3 separate regions of the Mus musculus genome follow, and regions 2 and 3 are each linked to region 1. The links are chromatin contacts, called in public promoter capture Hi-C and targeted proximity ligation maps. All regions are on one chromosome and are shown on one strand. The core of a region is the stretch at or near the end of the contact, and the rest is flanking DNA. Distances in the headings are between cores, read along the strand shown. Region 1 holds the start of Rcl1 (RNA terminal phosphate cyclase-like 1). Region 2 holds the start of Plpp6 (phospholipid phosphatase 6). Region 3 overlaps Gm41829 (a long non-coding RNA gene).

Region 1 (4,401 bases), core at 1,597-4,096:
GATGTGAATCGAGGTCCCTCTGAAAGTAACCGAACAGTGGACCCTAAAACCTCAAGTGTCAGTCTCTGTGACATTAGTACCTTGAGAAGGTGTGTTAGTTGGGTTTTGCTGTTAACTTGACACAAACCAGAGTCAGCTGAGGAGAGGAAATTCCAATTCAGAAAACACACACATTACATTGGCCTATGTATGGGCAAGCCCATGGAATGATGTCCCCCTGGGCAGGTAGATCTGCAGAATATAAGAAAGCAAAAAGGGCAAGACCATAAGCAGCAGCTTCCTACCCTGATTTCCCTTCCTGAGCAACTACAACTATAAATTGAAATAAACCCTTCCCTCCCCAGATGGACTAGGGTCAGACTGTTTTTCCACACCAACAGAACCCTAAGACATGGAGCAAAGCAAACTATGTTCTACAGTGGCACCCCATAGAATCCCAGCTAGTACTGCCTCCCCAGGTACCGGAATCCCTAGCTTTTCAGAAAAATGCCAAGGGCAAGATCCTGCTTTTGAAAGAAAAAGGAACCCACATGTGAGTTCCTAGAAACATTGAAATACTGTATTAGAAGGCACCTATCAAGTCAACTCTGAATTCTATCTTATGGGTAACATATTTGTGAAAGAAAGCCCAAGTCTCCATGCTAAAGCACTTGCAATCTTAATTAATTAATTAATTAATTAATTAATTAACTAATTAATTAATTAATTAAAGTAAAACCTTGTGCCCAGTGGTCACAGTAGAAGCAAGGTCTCTAGGCTAATCTGGGGTTGGAAACACAACACAGCAGCCCAAGCAATAACCTCTCCCAAGGACCAGATTTAAAACTGGGGGTGCAGAGGGAGTGGGGGTAAGAGATTTGAGAGAATGGAGTACAACCAATTTAGTCATCATCTCTCCTCAAACTCTGAGGTTTTTGACTGTTTGCTTTCAGGTTTTGTTTCTGTTAAACGGTCTTGTTTTTTTTTTTTCCCAAAACAAGGTCTGACTATGCAGCTCTGGCTAGGTTAGAACTCACAAGTGAGCCAGCCGGTGGTGGCGCACGCCTTTAATCCCAGCACTCGGGAGGCAGAGGCAGGCGGATTTCTGAGTTCGAGGCCAGCCTGGTCTACAAAGTGAGTTCCAGGACAGCCAGGGCTACACAGAGAAACCCTGTCTCGAAAAAGAAAAAAACAAAAAACAAAAAAACAAAACCAAAAAAAAAAAAAAAAGAACTCACAAGTGTAGACCAGGCTGACCTCTAACTCAGAGACACACTGTGTGGCCCAAGCTGGCCTTGAACTTGGGATCCTCCTGCCTCAGCCTACAGAGTGCTAGGATTACAAGGCTGTGTCACCAAGCCCAGTGCTCTCTCCAACAGGGAAGACAGACTTTACTCACTCCCTTAACAAGCCTTCTGTTTTTTTTTTCTTTCCTAACCTATTTCCATCACCATGCACAAAACGTTTACAGTGGTAGCAATGAAATTATTAAAAAAAAATTCAGACATGATGAAATAATCTAGCCCTCTAGTAAGAAAAGAAAAAAAAAAAAAAAAACCTCGCAAAAATAAACATACCAGCCTGACCCAGGAGGTCTCCTGAACGAACTACAACCCCCCCCCCCCTTTCAGGCTACTGATAGTTTTTTTTTTTTTTCTCTTTTTGGTTTTAATTGGTTCAATTGTCTTTATCAGAAGGGATCTTGGAGACACTTTTGAACACGCACCTAAATTCTAGGGGAACAGCTGCAAACCAAAGCCATTTAACAAGACGCGGGTTCAAATGATGGGTTCAACCTATCTATCTACCTTTGTGAGACAGATAAATCAATAAGACCTTTGAAGCCTGCAGTTTAATGTTTGGCCTTCCTTTTCCTTAAGCCAAGACAACTACGTCTACGACGTAAAAACTATCTTGGTTGAGCGCTCAGGAGCAGACCTGTAATCCCAGCACTCGGGAGGTGGGGAGGTAGAAGGAACAGGACTTGAAGGGCATCCTCAGTTACATACATAGTTTGAAGGCAACCTGAGCAACATGAGACTCCGGTTCAAGAAAAACAAAACAAAACCCTATTACAAAGCTTCGCTACTGCGCACATCGGTGACTAATAGAAACAAGCGCATCGTTTAAAAATAAAATTTTATAATACACTTCCGAAGAGATAGGGCGGGGGTGTGGTGGGGGGGGGAGGAGATAAATAATGGCGACAAAAACTGGTGTCCAAGCGGGGCAGCGGTTTCAGAGACCTGCTTTGGATGAGATTGGGAAACCAATCTGTGGTACTTTTCTCTCTAATGTCTCACTCAATCACTAGATGTTGGTCCAATAAACTGTTTGTTTTTCTCCAGGGAGGTTTATGGCGAAAGCAAGAGACTCAAGAGAGGGAAGCGAGTGGGCGATGCCTACGATTCGTAGCAACAAGCTAGCCAGGAAAACGTGCAGCTGTTTACTACCCGTGCCCAGGAGCCACAGGGCATCCTTCCACGCGTGGCGCAGCTCGCGGACAGATCTGTCGCCCGACCACCATCCCTCCCACGCGCCCAGTGGCCACTCCGGGCTACGACCCCGGGTCCTCCCTCCTCGCGCCCCCTCCCAAGTCACCTCGGAGGCCCGGGTTGTCGTCCCTGGCGCGAATCCTGCGGATCTTGACCGGTCGCCCGCTCAGGGTGGACAGGACCAGCCGCTGGCGCAAGAAGTTACACCCCGCGTAGCTGAGTGAGTGCGCCTGGGTCGCCATGTGCGCGCCGTCCGCAGAGGCCCGGGACCCGGGACCCGGGAGCGCGACCAGGACCAAGGCAGCCCCCGACGCGTCCACGTGGTTTAGAACAGGAAGACAGAGCGACTAGACACCGGGTCAGAGGGGAGCGGGGCGGAGCCAGCGGCCGCCCGCCCGCCTCCTCCCCTGGCTGGGGCGGCCCGGCCTCCGAGGCACACTACCATTGGCCCACGAGGGATCTGGGTGTTGCCCTCTCTGCGTCGCCATTGGTCTGCGCTGTAGCTGGGCGGTGCTCATGCCGCGTTGCCATTGGCCGGTAGTGAAAGAGGGCGGTGCCCGGGCCCCAGCAACAGCGCGCGGCTGGAGGGACCCAGTTAGTGCTGCGGGGAAACCCCGGCGCCCAGACGCCTTGGGGGTCTGTCTGTCTGTCTGTGCCGGACTTTCACGGCCTATGCGATAAAGGAGGCAATGGCTCCGCCTGGGTGCCCACAGCTGGTGGTACTTAGCAACGTACCTACGGCAGCCCCGGGCAAGGATGCTAGCTAGCCTCTCCCGCGTTTTCCTGCCACCGAAGAGAACAGGATTGACACGCTTACCCTGTTGTAGGCGCCTTGTCTGGGTCTGAGCCGAAATCCTCTGAGGTGCAGCCTGCAATCTTTCACTCCCGGGAAATTGCCAAGCTGTCAGAGGCTGCCTGAACTAGGACCCCGAGCCTTTAGACAAGAGACCGCTGCTTATTTTGTAATGAGGGGCCTCTCTTTGTCCCTTTCTCAGCTGCCCCTTCGTTCATATTCTTTGAGTTTGGTGTCAAGACATATCTGTAACCTCGCATGACTCAAAATGGACAGTTGCAATAACTTCAAGACATACATGCTCATGCATGCACGGGGGATGGGTGGGTGGAGATCTTGCTTTTCCATCTGTCCTGTCATCCAAGCTTGCACTACAAAACCTTTCTAAATATTGTACTGTTTCACGCCTCCATTAAAAAAACAATCAAATGACTACCAACTTAGGAACGCAGTGGTCTTAGTGTTAGGTTTACAGCCAGCCATTCACGGGCTGTAACCCCAGACCTTAAGTCCCAGAAAGCACAGTGAAGGATGGAGTAGAAGCTGGAGAAAGAAAAAAAAGGGGGCCATCCTAAGCGAGTGAGAGTCCCAAGGAAACCCCGAGGAGCATCAGTGGCCATCAGAGAAGAGTCTACGGATCAGCCCTGAAATCCACTGAGGCAGCTAACCCACTTACCACAACGCCATTCTGTTAAGACTGCCTTTACACAGCTAAGCGGCATCTGACAGGCAGCGTTCTTTGGAAAAGCTCCAGGACCCATAGGCTCTCCTCTAAACGTTGTTGTGAAGAATACTAAAGCACCAGGGGTACTTTCACATCAGGAATGGATTTTTCATTTTCTTTTTTAATGCTATCTCGTTTAATTACTCAATAGTCTTTAGAAAAAAGATATTATTCAATAAAGAATGCTCACATCCGTTCAGAGCTCACTGCTTTCAATGGAGACCTTCTGAGTTTTATTCCATCAGCGTCTCACCTCTGCTTCTAGATTTTCAAACCCACCTGGAATTGCAGGCCAATAGTACTGAGGTATCAATTCTCCTAGTCTTCAGGCAATGACTGTCCTGGGCTGACATGGAAATACCCAGGCTCTCTTTGCACATCCAGGAGGTAACTCTGGGGTGTCCTTTCAG
Region 2 (4,636 bases), core at 1,532-4,031, 140 kb after region 1:
ATTTAGGATTATTCATGAAGTCGGGTAAATTGATCTGATCTATATTTTAAAAGCCAGCAAACTCAGGCCCCAGCAAACAAAATATGGAATTTCAGAAGTGCGACTAGAAAGTAGAAGTGGGCCCTTAATTAGCAGACTTGGGGACACTATAAGAACAAACAGTCACTTTCAAGTGTCTGGCCTGAATGTTATAATGAAAAATGATCTTCAGAAATTTAAACACACCTAGACCTCTTAGAACCTCACAGCTTAGCTGATCTGATGAGGGGAGAGGTAGTCTGTGTTTAGGTTGTTGTGGGAATGTGATAACTGTTTTATTTATCGAAGGACTTGTTCCAATGGGTGTACCAGACTCCCACTCTCGAAGGTCCTACTTCCTCCTACTGAGAACTGGTTTATCATGTCCATCTTCCACAGTCCTGTCCACCCATATCTTTGAACATTAGACCATAGCCCACAGCTCACAGTCCTTTCTATTTATAAATGCCAGAACAAGTGGCCATTGAGATTATCTGATGATGCCACTTTCACCAGTGATTTAAAGACTTTCTTTCCAGACACAGCAGCATTTACAGATGTCATGAGCATACCCCTCTTTGGTCTTTCTAGGTCAGACTGTAATCAGAGTCTACCATATTATTTGGTCATCTTTGGTCTTATGATTGGGGGGGGGGGGGCGCCATGAATGAACAGCTTTCAATGTAAACAGAAATTTAAGAGTTTTACCTAATGCTCACGTAGGGCAATAGGCTCTCCTGAAAAGTTTCAAGTTGTGTCCTGTTACCTAAAATGTGCTGAACACAGCACAGTGGGACCGATAGGGAAAGGATAGCATACAGTTATCCTTGGGGTACACACAGGAACGCTATGCAGGCACACTGAAAAGAACCACATTGCTCTTCTACTTTTTACTTAATAGAGGACCATTTGCTTGATTTAGTAGAGGTGACCGACAGCAGGGCTTCATTTCCTGCCCCTGGCCATGGCCTACTTCCCGGTCTGCCTCCTTCTAAGCTCTTAGTTCCCCTGACTCTCCCCAGCAGCTCAGCTTCTTGCCCCCTGGTATGCTACTTGTCCATGGGACTAGGAAACAAAACAGTAGGCTCATACTTACATTTCTGTGGGAACCTTAGACAAGCCCACCTTTTGAATATGTCTTCTTCCATATCTTGGTTTGTTCTATGAGTGCTAAAAGATAACGTTAAATAGTAGTAGAAGTTAACTATCTAAAGATCGTTTGAGAGGTACTGGGAGCAGAAAGGAAAATACTCTGTGGAACCTCTTAACTACCAAGTCCACAAGGGTGGGAGAGCTTAAAGGAATCAGAAGAAGGAAAAAGCTCCAATTATGGCAACATATTCAGAGAGTTAAATTGGAGAAAAAAAATCTGTTTTGAACTTTAAAATTATTGTTTAAAATTTACTGCAGGTAAAGGGTGGGAATAGCACATGGTTTATCTAGCTAATGGCTCTTAAATTTTAATTTACAAGTAATAACATTGTTTTTTTGGGGGGTGAGGGGAATTACTCATTAACGTTGTCAACTTTAAGTAAATAGCAATCATACAGTCAGCCAGCTTGATTTCTTTACAGTTGTCTTGGTGATAAATAGCTGTCAAATACACAGTAGACTTTGTTTCTCAAGTATGGCCGTGTTCAGTAATAGCCAGCATGCGCTCCGGTCTAGGAACCTGTCAAGACAGTGGGATCCCAGAATTCCCAAAGTTGCCCAGAGGGGCAACTAGATGGCTCTGGCTTAGGTCAGCATCCTCGAGTGTGGAATCCTTCAGACCTCAAGGTGTCAATAATCAATGAGATGGTGTCACTGTTGATTCCACAGTACAAAAAGAACTGGAACATTGTGGGGTGACAGCCAGCAATAATCCACAATGCTGTACTGCATGTAGCCCAGAAAAAAGCCAAAAGCCACATCAGTGACGTTGTGCCGCCCGAGCATGACCCTAGAGAGACCCAAGACGAAGGCCCACAGGACCACCAGCACCCTCAGTGGAATGGCCAGTACCAGGTGGTTTAGGATAAACCGCGACACCAGGGCGGCCCTCGTGGCGTGGCCCGAGGGAAAGGAGTACCTGTCCACCGAGAGGGTGAAAAACATGTCCTTTTGATTGTGCGCGGGTCGGCGCCTGCGGACCAGCCCTTTAATCACAGCTACCAGCAGCAGGTCCAACAGCAGGGCGAAGAGCAGGTTCATCAGCACTTCGCGCCCGGCCCAGCTGTCGCTCCTAAGCAGGCAGTAGAGGGTGCCCAGCAGCCAGGGGATGCCATGCCCTGAGATCTCCAGCAGCTTCATCAGGGGCCGCACGCTGCCCCAGGCCGAGCTCTCCCCAGCACACACCCCCAGCTTCTTGGACAGCCACAGGTCGATGGCCAGCAGGGAGCGCAGGGCGATGCCCAGGAAGGACGGGTTCAAGTTCATGCGGGCGTCCTCCGGCGGCGGGGCCGGGGCTGCTTGTGCGGGGCCCGAGGCGGCCAGCGGGAAGGAGCCGCGCCGGTGCACCGGGCTGTCGGACGCGCGCAGCCGAGCGCAGGCGGGGTCCGCGCCCGCGCGGCAGTTCAGCAGCGATTGGAACTCGAACCTGCCGCCGCCGCTGCCACCGCCGTGGGCCGGGCTGCCCGGGACGCTGCTTCCGCCCGAGGAGCCCAGCGGCCGTCCCTCGATGGTCCTCCGGGGGCTCGGCATCGCGGAGGGAGGCCGGTCCCGGGGACCCGGGCAGACCGGAGACAGGCTTCCCAGCCCGTCAGCCTCTTCCGCTTCCGCACTGCCATCCCGGAGGGCGGGCCGAGGAGCCGAGCCGCAGAGCACGATTGTGACACCTGGCGGAGACGTGGGAGGGAACCGGGAGTACCAGCTTGAGGAGAGGTGGGAAGTGCAGGTGAAGGACGCAGTGATGGCGTCATTTCAGAGCTGTGGGAGGTTAGGATAAACAGCCCCTCTGCACAAAAAAAAAAAAAAAAAACAAAAAACAAAAAAAACCAATCCCTTGATTGCCCTCCTCTTCTTTTTAAGATTTCTTGCCCCGGAGTGTTCCTGCCGGACAAGGAAGCTGTGTACCTTGGAGTCTACCTTCTGAATCAGTACCTGGAGACAGACTGCTTTCCCCCTGTGTTCCCTGTTGTGATTCAACAGAGCATGAGATTTGTAAAGGTGATTTTGACTTCTCAGTGGGTTTTGCTGTCTGAAACCAGTTTAATGGTCATAAAGAATAGTGGTTTTGTACATTTATTCCCCGCCCCCCCCCCCCTTTTTTAACACAGTGTAAAAAGTACAAGCGGCCTTGAGGCAAAAACCATAGTTTGGAAGTCTTGCTTTTTGCAATGCAGGCCTGAGCCAAGTTCTGTCAATTGAGTGCTAAATACCCTGGTGGATGCTTTCTATTCTTGGAACTCCCATGGCATTTTCTAACTGGAGCAGAGAGCGTTTCTGAATGTTCTTGGAGGTGTTAGAGACAGTTGCATTGCATTTATGAAAGGGGCTATTAATAAACTGCAGATCTTAAGAAAAACTTTCTTAAGCTTGGGAAAATAACTTAAAACTATAACCAAATCAGCTGTACCTGGTAATTGAAAGCCTGTAACTAAACAAGAAAGCTGTTCATATTTTCTGAGTTTCCTTAAGTCATGTGCGTGTTATATAACAATAGTAGTAAGGGCTAGATTCCATTCCAATGAGTGCAATTGTGATTTTAAAAATTGTAAAAATCACCGGCCAGGGCTTCCCACTGCAGTATGCTGCTGACTATTCAATACTCTGCAATCACCAACAACACCCTAAGGTTCTGGTTTTAGCTTTGGAGTTGAAATTGGAGTAATCTTTAGTAAACCTAGTGGTTTTGCCCAGGGTCCCCTAAGGTGGACTTTTGGGGTGGAGGGAAGATTGTACATATCGATCCTAAAGTCTGGAAGATGTTTTCCAGAAACCTACCTATTTCTTGTAATCCAAGGATGAGAGAAAAGATGCGTTTTTAAAAACTGCAGCCTGTTCATTGGAAAAACGTCCGTGAAACTGGTTGGGTAAAAGTGATTGGATATTATCTTGGGAAATAGTCAGAACCCAGATGGTCCTACTGGCCATATGTGGGTGATAGACATGGTGTGAAGTAGGTGCTGAAAATGACCCCCACCACTTTCCCCACTCACCAGTTGCTGGCCCTGTACCAGACTTCTAAGATAGAATTGTAAGAGGTGCATAGATATGAAATTATTCTAACAGGGCATGATACATCCATCAATACCTTGGGAACTTAACTTAATCTGACCACCTCTGTTTTTAAAAAAGAGAATGCCTGAGATTCACAATTTAGATGCTTCTCCTGCTGGGTGGGAAAGCCTGAGGTTTCTAGTCAAACATACCATGGAACCATTTTTTTTTCTTTGAGTTGTTTAGGCTCATATTCTAGTTTCTTCTAGTTCCAGGTTTCTTGAGATCTGTTCCATTCTTTAGCTGAAAACTCGTGTGGCACATAGCAAAAGCATTTTCCTTCCCCACATCTCTTTGCATGGCTTAGATTTGAATAATTTAAAAGTACGTGGGTAAACAAATTCCTCATAAAAATTCACAAGCCATTGTATTTGAATAGACTAAGCTAAGTGTTTGCTTCCCAAGATCACCCTTGAGA
Region 3 (4,803 bases), core at 2,288-4,787, 140 kb before region 1:
GTCTCTGAGGACAAGGCTACCTTTCCTTTACGCCCTGAGCCAACACTCCACCCCCACCCCTTCACTCTTGCCTTATCAGCATCGAGTTCTCCCACACTCCAAAGGTGCCTCCAGAGGCTGACTCACTCCCTGGAACTGTGACTAGTTAGCTTCAGTCTCTCTTTCCTGCGGTTGTCTCTGTACGCAGGACCCTAGGGAAGCTCAGCGTTAAGCAACAGCTTCCTTCTTCGGGTAGAACCCAGTCCCTGTCGTCTGAGTCATACGCAATGATAGTGTCTCCATGGCTGGCCCATCCACCAGAGGACCACTATTTCACCAACGCCAGCAACTGGATCTGAGGCTTTCTAGGCCTACGGGCTTATCCCGAGGGTAAGGCTTATAGTGCTTTCCCACCAGAGCGACCTGATTGACCTCTTGAACTAGGCTTTTGTTTCCCTTCCCCCACCAGGGATGGCCACCTGGCTGGGGCTCTATTGATGTTTCTTTTCAGTAACCTACACTATCTTTGTGGCTTTTCACAGGTCTGGAGGAGCATCTAGGTTTTTTTTTGTTGTTTTTTTTTTTCCTTATGCTAACTCAATATATCCTTTTGCTCTTTCAATATATCTTACAGAGACATCTTCTATCCCACACGCTTACCAAAACTCCCTATGCTATGATTTTTTAAATGTAAGAAACCAACTGTATCAGAGCTGGTCACAATATTTCAAGTCTCTAACTCCGGCACATGGGAGACTGAGGCAGAATAGTCATGAGTTTGAGGATAGCCTGGACTTCATAGCAGTTTCAAAGCAAGTCTCAAGTACAAAGGAAGACCCCATCTTGAAGAGGAAACGAGAAGAGAGAAACACTTTAAAAAAAAAAAAACCTGTCGTTGAACAAGATAATGACAACCTCTTTGTTTCTCATTTGTTTGCTTGCTTAGTATTCTGCTGCATTTTATTTATTTTAGTTGGTTGTGTCGTTTGTCTTGGGGTGAGGCAGGATTTTACTGTGTAGCTGGGGTGGAACTTGCTCTGCTTCCAGAGTGCTGGAGTCTCAGAGTGGAGCACCACCCCCAGAGGAGCCATCATCCCTAAGTGTTAACTATGTTTCAAGCCAAAGAAAGATTTGAGAAAGTCTCTGGTTGGCAGACTCATACCAAGATCTGAGGATGGGTCCAAAAAGTATTTTGTTTCATTCCAAAATAGAGAAAATATGATTTTCTGAAGGAAAAAAAAAAGAGGAAGTAGTAGCTATGGAAAGAGGCTAATTTATTTTAGGTCTAGGATTATAAACAGGGTGTCTGAATCAGGTAAACAGACAAGCGAACAACATTGTCTTACTTTAAATCAATCACAGGTCTGCCTCAGTACACCCTCATTCTGACATCGGTCCTCTTCACAGTCTTTGTGTTCTGCAGAACAAAACTTCCTTTCCTTTGACATGAGCAGACTGTACATGAGAACCAAATAGTTTTCCACTATGTAAACCCTTTTAGGTTAGGGTAATTATCTGTCTAAATACACAGAATGTCAAGTGCAACTTTGCTCTACTTTGAACAAAGGGGAAAAAAAAGTTTTTTGAAATGTAGTTTTACAATGTGCACCGAGCTGGGCTTGAACTCACGAACCCCCTGTGCCGCTGAGCATCTGGGATCACAGACAGCAGTGTCAACAACACAAGAGTTGACTAAAGACAGTGAGAGTTACCTGCCCACAAATTGTTATTTTTGAAAACAATACGTTGCAAGATCTACTGTGAAAAGCAGAAATTCAGGTGGAAAGTTCAACATGTAAATGTGTTTGTCACCAAGTCTGACCACTTGAGGAAATTCCTCTGAAGCTTGAACATAGACGGAGAGAACTGAATCCGGTGAGTTGACCTCTGACCCCTACATATCTCTTACGGTGGGTGCAACTCACATTCCTGTGGGCGTGTGCACACACACATATGTAAATACATGTATAAAAATAAATGTGACAACCTAAAAATAGAAAATGTCCATACTGAAGTGCCAATGTAGAAAGTATTGACTTCTGAGACTAAAGTGTACACTCTTTCTCCCAAGCCTAGCTTCTTTCTAAAGAACATAATGGCTAGAAGTGCCAGCCTCCATTGCCTAGTTAGTGTGTGCCCCTCTCTGTTTCCGTTGATTGGAGCATAATGAACACCTGACTCAAGCAGAACCAGAAGTTCCCTTCCAGGGAATTTGGAATTGAGAGTCATAGACCATACATCCCTTTTTTGTTTGCAGGAAGTGAGATCACCCATACTCTGGGGTTGAGGCAACCACCGTAAGAGTAATGTCTGGGTTCTCATACCTGGAGTTGCAGAGGAGTGGACCAGTAGAGGGAGGAAAACAGGGGAGGCAGCCATAGGCAAGTGCTGGCTCTGGTTAGCCCCTCCTCCCTAACAATTCCTGTAAAACACTACTGGGATATGCTGTTGCTCCATGATGACGCTCTCCTATTTAAAGTCATGCCACAGAACCTTTAGCTGAGTCTCCAGCATTAAAGCAAATGCCCATTTGTCTTTAGACCTTTGTGTTCCTCTAAATCTTTCCCTCTGGTGCCTCCTCTTTTGGAAGTCTTGAAACTATGCCTCTTTATCTACCCATCGTGAGAGCTGATGAATGGAAGGCAGGTGTGCTCCTCTAAGGAGAGGCAGCTGCTGTTGAGAAAGTGCTTTCTATTGATTCTTTCGTTGCTGGTATATTCTGAAGCCCACTACAAGAGCACATATCTAAATTCATTTTCCTGGAAGTTGCTTTCTTAAAAAAAAAAAAAAAACTTACATCATTCACAACAGATCAAACTTCAGCCAGTCTAGTACAAATTGAATTGGGTCTCCCGAGAAAATATGTTGAAGTCCTAACCACTATTTCCTATGGATGTGGAAATGCTCGTTGGAAAATACTCTCTCTGCAGAGCTAATCAAGCAACAAATGAAAGCACTAAGGTGAACCCTGACCTGGAATGACAGGAATTCCTAGGAATGCACAGGAACACAGGCTATGTGAATTGGAGGCAGAGGTCACCGTGACACATCTTCCTAAAGAGGAACAGGTTAAAGAGACCTGGGGGCCATCAGAAGCTGGAAGAAGCAACGAAGGAATCCTCTCACCCCGAAACTTCACACGAAGCTTGACCCTTGCCAACCCCTTGGGAAGCCTAGTTTTCAGATTTATGAAAGAATAAGTTCCTACTGATATAAGCCATCCAATGTGGTAGTCTAGGGTAGTCTAGAAAAGTAATAGACTAGGTAGTGCTTCTCAAACTGAAGTCCAGACAAGTCTTGGACTTTTTAAATTCCCCTGTCTGACACAGGAAATGCTGCCTGAGAATTGACAGCGACTTGTTAGAGGGAAGAAATCAGTCTCCTTATTACTCTTTCCTGTTTGTTTGCTTTCCCATTGAATCGCAGTGCTTCTGTTTACTTATTTCCTGTCACCTTCACTTGTCACACGACAATGATAAAGGATGTAGCAGTCCTAAGGCAGGCTTTGGCTGGGTACTCCACGGCTACAAGAATGTTGGTATCACACACATCCCTCCCAGATGTCAAATCAGCCCTTTCCTGAAGCACAGGAAGCTTGCCGGGAACCAAGGACATTCCAGCAAGTTCAGCTTTAGTAAGAATGATGACAGGAAAAACGTGTAAGGCGACTATTAATTACTGAAATATGCTTGTCTTAAACCTCGTGAAAGCGTAGGGTGTATGCCTTCATGTCTACTGTCGATATAAAAACATTTTAATGTACGTTCGCTGAGAAAACTACCGTCCTCTGTTTTAAATTTCTAAGTAAGTGTTAATACGTGCCACTTGTGTAAAGTTTTAAATGTTTGGAAAATATCGTAAATCTCTCTTGGCCTTTCCTATCCCTCTTCATTTTTCAGAATTGACCACTGAGCCCGTGTATAACCTTTCACACTCTCTGGAGTGCATTTTTTACACATATCCAACAGCGAAGTTCTGTAAGCAAAAATGATAATCCCATATTAGTACTTTCTGTTACCAGCTCTTCACCCCACACACTCATTTTAATCTTTACAGTCTGTCCTATTTGTTTAAACTCTTACATAGTCTCCAGGAAACAGGTAACTCTCAATTTACTGAAAACTCTACTTGTGGATATTTAGCTTTCTAATTTTTCACAACTACATGTGTTGTACATACATTTCAAAGCACAAAAAGGTTGCCCAAAATACACACTTAGACTCTCTGGACTAAAGGAAATATGCATTTAAATTTTACTGACTACAGCCAGAGTAATATTTTAAAATCTCATTATGGTATACCAATCTCCATTCATCTATAGTCATAGAATTCTGGATATTATGAATCTTTAGTTTTAGATCATTTTAATCTTAAACTACATTCATCTCTGGTAGCACAACAGGTATTTATTAAGTATGTATTTTGTGCATAGAAAACACTTCGAAAAGAATCCTGATATAAATAATACATAATAGCTAAGGGCATAGGGTACATTGGGTGTCGTTCAAAGGATTTATATCTATTTGTAAAACAAAAATAGCTCTAATGTCCTCACCATGCTCATTAGTCTGTAAAGAGCCCATCGAGTGGGTGGGGGAGGCGGAGAAAAGGCTGTCAGCCTAGATGCTGCCACAGACCGAGCAAGAGTAGCTGCAGGCAGTCACCTGACCCTGCAAACATACCGCAGCTTCTTAAGCAGAAAAACTGCACAGTTGACAATAAGAGAAGACATTGTAAGGGAACAAAACTGACTGCTGATTCTTCTCATTTGCTGGCTGATCCCCACCCCCAAGCATAAAGAAGATCAACTGACAAAGGAAGGGG

Evidence for each region. Capture Hi-C pulls out chosen DNA fragments and counts their contacts.
Region 2: a promoter capture Hi-C map of liver shows a contact between it and region 1. A contact is called at or near these places in 7 of 39 promoter capture datasets (the 3T3-L1 cell line, the C10 cell line, cranial neural crest and 3 more), 5 of 484 Hi-C or Micro-C datasets (the 3T3-L1 cell line, cardiomyocytes, forebrain and 2 more), 4 of 130 datasets of targeted methods (the 230-238 cell line, effector CD8 T cells, embryonic stem cells and 1 more) and 3 of 9 other capture datasets (adipose tissue, liver and pancreatic islet).
Region 3: a contact with region 1 is called in a targeted proximity ligation map of pancreatic cancer cells. A contact is called at or near these places in 9 of 39 promoter capture datasets (the C10 cell line, the HPC-7 cell line, HPC-7-derived erythroid cells and 5 more), 11 of 484 Hi-C or Micro-C datasets (CD4 T cells, T follicular helper cells, bone marrow-derived macrophages and 7 more), 23 of 130 datasets of targeted methods (CD8 T cells, the NIH/3T3 cell line, the SCID.adh cell line and 18 more) and 3 of 9 other capture datasets (adipose tissue, liver and pancreatic islet).

What each region holds. Positions count from the first base shown.
Region 1 is chr19:29,099,820-29,104,220 of GRCm38.p6, reverse strand. Rcl1 (RNA terminal phosphate cyclase-like 1) reads right to left here and starts at 2,846. Exons shown (of 9, transcript NM_021525.2): 1 at 2,581-2,846. The coding sequence starts at 2,716.
Region 2 is chr19:28,962,065-28,966,700 of GRCm38.p6, reverse strand. Plpp6 (phospholipid phosphatase 6) reads right to left here and starts at 2,781. Exons shown (of 1, transcript NM_028922.3): 1 at 1-2,781. The coding sequence starts at 2,700. The coding sequence ends at 1,822. It overlaps 4430402I18Rik (RIKEN cDNA 4430402I18 gene), which reads left to right. Exons shown (of 14, transcript NM_001374140.1): 3 at 3,028-3,165.
Region 3 is chr19:29,237,110-29,241,912 of GRCm38.p6, reverse strand. It overlaps Gm41829 (a long non-coding RNA gene), which reads left to right. Exons shown (of 2, transcript XR_877802.2): 1 at 1-369; 2 at 614-3,856. Among named protein-coding and RNA genes, the nearest start is that of Gm41829, 5.9 kb to the left of the region's middle.